2 separate regions of the Rattus norvegicus genome follow, and region 2 is linked to region 1. The links are chromatin contacts, called in public Hi-C maps. All regions are on one chromosome and are shown on one strand. The core of a region is the stretch at or near the end of the contact, and the rest is flanking DNA. Distances in the headings are between cores, read along the strand shown.

Region 1 (2,700 bases), core at 47-2,546:
AGAGTCAGAGACGCAGAGAAAACCCAGCTCTGTGTACCCCAGCATTGCTTGTGTGATTACCCACATGTCTGTATTACTAGTACAGTATTGTGTAGAGACTAGAGTAGACCCTCCACAACATGGAAATAGAGGAACATTGAAATGGTAATCTAATTCCACTTGGTGCTCTGGCTTCATTCAAAACTGGAATATAATACAGCAAATAAAATCCAGTGTAATTGATTCCAGTTCTTCCAAAAGGGACACTAAATCATAAATAATTGGTTGTCAGTGACTCACAAAATCATAGGTAAAGGCAGGTGCTGTTGATTTTTTTTTCCTGGAAGATTGGTCTGTGCATTGGTATCTTCCTTTCTGACCTGGGGCATGTTGATAGTATATTTCTTCTCCAGGTACTTGTCACTTTCAGTGTCCCTTACTATCTCTCTTACTTTTTCCCCTATGTGGTTTTGAAGAAATTGCCTTTAGAGCACTCCTTATATAATTGGCCACCCAAACTTGGCATCAGCACATGTGATATACTATATAGGGCCAAGTATAGCCTCCACTATTCTGAGATGGTACTTAACAAATGTATTGAGGAAGCATGAGATTTCTATGGGCAAAGAAACTGACAGGAAAAGCAAAATAGTCTACCTGCCTGCTAGATTTCTTAGGACCTTTTATATTTAGAAGGAAATACTGCTGTGTGCATTTTTCAAATGTAATGGGGTCAAAGAAATATGGGGTTGATTTTTGTGTTTGTTTTTGTTTTGTGGCTTATATCCTGGTTGAGAGCTCCAATAGACATACTGTTTTGTAACTTGCTTGGTGTATTGGTACATGACAGTTTTCCTAAGAGCCTTCTGTCTATCACTATTTGCATGTTGAAAACAAAACACGTCTTATCTCCTCGGATCTTGAGAGGTCTTGTCTCTAAATGTTGTGTCCATGGTTGGAAAAATCACTCAGCTGTATTTTAGCTTTAAAAACATTAGGGGCTATAGTAATAAAGGTGAACAAAGAACGTAAAATTCTGTCTGGAAATGAAATTCAGTCAAGGAAGAGCCTGTTCCTTTGTTTCATTTTGGCCAAATCATCTGCTACTACTCTTTTATTACTTATGATTCTGCTCTTTGCCAGTTTTATAAAGGGACAGGAAAAAATGTGGTGATGGGCATGACAATTCCCTCCAGTCGGTGTGGGATTTCCATATTAGTGCTACTACTGTTAAAGTGGGAAAGTAAAAGAATGGCCATGTCTAGGACTTTTTCCCCCCACTACAAAGGGTTTGATCATCTCAATAAGGCTTACAAGAGAGATTGTGTCAGAAAATGAATGGTAATTTCCCATGAGAACCTGAGACAGTCTTTATATCATAGGAAGAAGGAGAATAACATGGACTTTGAGGTCTGGAGCCTAGATTTCAGCTGCTGAAAAATGCAGAGCCTTCTGTCAGGGAAGGAGTGGCTTGATATAGATGCCAGGGCCTTACATGTGACAGGTAGACACTGCTGCTGAGCTACGTTCCATCCCTCTTAACATCTCTCCTTTTTAACTGATAGTTATATTCTTGGGCATACCAGCAGTACCCTCCCCGCCCCCAGCCCCAACCCCACCTTACTTTCATCTAAGTCTTTCAAGGCATACCTCCCATGACCACTTCTTCCCCTCACAGAAAGGGGAACCAGATTTCCCCTGTGTTACTTACCATCAATATAAGCAGCAATTTTATTCCTGTCATTTCCGCTTTCAACATAGTCATGAAGTTGACCACTGTTTCTCTGCACAGGAAGAAAGACTTCCTTCATCTCTTGCCTTCTTCCAAGCTCAGGAATAATCTTTGCTTTCTTGTGGATTCTGGACTCTAATGTTTTCTAACTTTTTAAATTAAGGCCACAAAAGTTACTTCCCCCCTTCTTAAACCTTTCAGATTTTCTCCACTTGCTAATCCTTTAAAGATCCATTCCAGAAGCTGATGTCTCTACTGAGGAATGTCAGAGTGCATATCTTCTCCTACCTATGTTTCTAGTTTTGCTGTGGTGGCTGACATCCCTTGTACTTTGTTGATAATAGTGATCCTTTTTAGTACCCTCTTCTTTTTTATATTGCATATTATTTAGTATAACAATAGATGGTCTCTAGTTGAAAGCAGATCTCTTGATCTTTTTTCTTTAATGTTTCCTTCTCTTGTGTGTGGTGCATAGGCCAGAGGTCTGTTGTCCTTGGGTGCTGTCCACCATTTCTTAAGACCTTGTCTTATTGGAACTCATCAATCAGAGGAGTCTCACTGATCAGCAAGCTCAAGGAATACACCTGTCTTCATCTCTCTCTCTCCATTGCTAGGATTATAACTGAACATCATATCATACCTGTTTTTGTTGTTTGTTTTTCCAACTTTGATTCTGTGGACTGAATTCACATCCTCCTGCTTTTATGACAAGTACTTAGAGACTATCAAATATCTTCCCAGCACTACCTTTCTCAATTGTTAATCTTTAAGTTTTAACTGGCTTGGTGGTATTTCTCTAAGTATTTGTTTTTTGCTTTCCAGAACCGGCCATGCACTGGGAAAATCCTTGCAGGGTCAGTATGAGCACAGCCCAGCCTCTACAACTAAACTGAGGCCAGAAGGAGAATGCTATTGTCAGGATGTGACATGGTCCTTGGCTTGTAATAGATTCATTTTCACTACACGGCAACCAGCCTCAACCACTTTGG
Region 2 (2,700 bases), core at 88-2,587, 340 kb after region 1:
AATGGGCTCAGCCAGGTGGTCCTTGGGTTCTCCCAGGTGGTTAGACCCAGATGGCAGCTGGAGTCATTAGGAGACTCAACTGAGCAAGACATCAGAAATGGCTTCTTTAGCCACATCGGTCTCAACTGCTAAGATCTGAGAAACAGCTAAAGGCTTTGCAGGCATTTCTCTCTTCATCTAGATACTTCATGTGGCTTCCTCAAAGGACAGTAGTATAGGGGTAGCCAGATTTTTTTACAGGACAACTGGCTTCTTTTAGAGCAAGTATTCAAGGAGAGCCAGGTAGAAACTGCAAGGTTTTTCTTCACCATCAGAGCAAGGGACTTCACCAAAGAGGAAACACGAGGGGATTCAGAACATGGGAGGTTAGGAGCATCATTGGTGCCTATCACATGAAGGAATATTAGAATCTAGCTAAAATTCTTTATTTTTAAACAAATATAATTACCTAAAATACAACCCTAGTGTTTTGGTTAAACATAGCAGATCCAGAGTTCCTTTTGATTAAACAAAAGAGAAAAAAAATATGTCTTTGAACGTTAATGATCATTTCTAAACTTGACTTAATCTTCCATTTATTGGAGGATTGTGATAACAACCTAGACTTTGTTCTGTTGTTGGCTAGAGGCAGACCTGCCACCATTCTAGGGCTGACAAGCCAAAACAGGTGAGTGCATCTGGCATGACTCACCTTGGTAGCAGTGATTACCACCCAGTTCTGGTCTGGCAAGGCAGACCATCCTCCCCTTCACATACACACCCAGGCTTATCCACAACCTGAAGCATTTCCTTGATCCTTTCAGAGATGATGGACTGAACGTACATCCAAACTCTTTCCAGTAAGAGACATTTTGTGAAGTCTTTGGCAGCATATTGGCTGGCAAAGTCATCTGGCTGGCACACTCCTCCAGCATCAAGTTATGGCACTGCCACCTCTACTCGGTAGAGTTTCGAAATTTCACTTTGCACACCCTGTACAATGTGAGTCACTCAGCTTGCAGAGGAGGAGGAGGAGGAGGCCGCCATCTGCTAGTCATGAGTAGATGACAAATACCCTGCCCTGCGAATTTCCATCCTCATTTCACAATATTTAAGTAAACACATTTTGTAACCACTTTTTTCAGAGTCTCTTAGTGTTTGACATGGATTTTTTTTTTTTTTTTTTTTTTTTTGGTAAACACTGTGTATGAAGGTACCTTTTCTCTTTTCCTTCAAACAACTGTATTTGTTATTAAAACGGTGCTGTTGGCAACCATTGCCAAGTGCTGTCTTATTGAACAGTCAGAACAAAAAGAATACACATCTGAAACGCACAATTAAGCCCTATGCTATTTCAGAACAACTATGGTGAGAGGCCTCTCCAACATACACAGCTCCACGGTGACCCCTGCTGTATGCCTGCAAAATCCCCAAATATTACCTCCCATCAAAAAAAAAAGTTTCCAAAAAAGAAAAGCAAGTATAAAGAGTATAAAGGTGTGGACTGAAACACTGGGGCCTGAAGCTGCTTTTGGCATGTACCTCCTAAAATACAAAAGAAGTGAAGAATCTATGGCAAAAGAAAGACTACAGATTTTTAAGTCAGAGAATGTCTTACTATTAAAATTTGAACAAACTTCTTACAGAGTTTTGGTGGCATAAAATTTGAACAAACTTCTTACAGGGTTTTGGTGGCATATCCCAGGTGGTACAAGGACTGGCATATCCCTAGGATTTGCACAGCCACTAAATAAGGCTGTTTTATTTAACTTTGATGAGTGAAAGTGAGGAGGGGTGTCACTGAGAAAATGAAATACATTCCTACTGACAAGCAGAGAAAGTAAGAAATGGACCTGCTGGCAGACAGGCCATGATGTTCTCAGCTCACAAAAACAGTGGAAAAGGGAAAAATAAAGTAAAATAAAGCCACTGAACAAAACAAAAGTAACTAGATGTCTTCCTTCTCTGACAAACATTGAGTGATCATTGTTTCTTTACCCATGACCATAACAACCTCTTTACCCATGAAGACTGTGGTGTTACCCATCAGAGGTTCTCAATGTTCTTAATGCTGCAACCCTTTAGTACAGGTCCACATGTTTTATTGTCCCTAACCATTAATTTATTGCTATTTCTTAGCTATAATTTTGCCACTGTAATGAATCATAACACAATATCTGTGTTTTCTGATGGTATCAGGAGACTTGGGTGAAAGGATCAGTCAACAATCCCCAGGAGATTGTAACCCACAAGTCAAGAACTGCTGCCCAACATCAATTCCCTCTGATGTTTATGAGTATGAAATCTAGAGTTATCTCTTTTCCCCAATACCTTGTGGGGATCACTTGTAGCAAAGCCAGTCCCTTGAAAAATACTTGCTAGCTCTTTCTAAGGGTCTCAGAATCTCTTGTGTATGCTCTCTTTTTGACGGAACTAGCTTGCAAATTTAACTTCTAAAATTTCTATGTTGGTGGTAGGTAAGCCTTCTTAAAAAGAAATGCAACCCAGCAAAGGTGATTCTAAAGAGCCTTCTGTGACTATGAACAAGGCAGTACTTCTGTTCCCTATCTTGTGTAGAGCAGTGTGCTTTGTCCACAGTAACACCTATGCTTCCCTCAGATCATCATACCTTTCTATTCTTCTGTTACTCAGGCTTTCAATACAAACTCACTTGTAGTTTGTTGAGGATTATACTCTCTTAGGGAAGTCTCCAAGTATTTT

Evidence for each region. A called contact is a pair of places that touch in the nucleus more often than the background predicts.
Region 2: a contact with region 1 is called in a Hi-C map of mammary epithelial cells, with 2.3 times the contacts expected there. The contact joins two enhancer-like sites. A contact is called at or near these places in 3 of 12 Hi-C or Micro-C datasets (the Rat2 cell line, frontal cortex and mammary epithelial cells).

The regions. Positions count from the first base shown.
Region 1 is chrX:6,014,730-6,017,429 of GRCr8, forward strand. LOC120099382 (a long non-coding RNA gene) reads left to right here. Exons shown (of 9, transcript XR_005498566.2): 7 at 2,534-2,700. All of the region lies in intron 1 of LOC120099384 (a long non-coding RNA gene), which reads right to left. Among named protein-coding and RNA genes, the nearest start is that of Mir222, 6.5 kb to the right of the region's middle. Within about 2 kb of position 1,297, at least 1 of the 93 cell types and tissues checked has an H3K27ac peak or open chromatin away from gene starts, as enhancers often do.
Region 2 is chrX:6,357,389-6,360,088 of GRCr8, forward strand. No RefSeq gene overlaps it. Among named protein-coding and RNA genes, the nearest start is that of Mir221, 340 kb to the left of the region's middle. Within about 2 kb of position 1,338, at least 7 of the 93 cell types and tissues checked have an H3K27ac peak or open chromatin away from gene starts, as enhancers often do.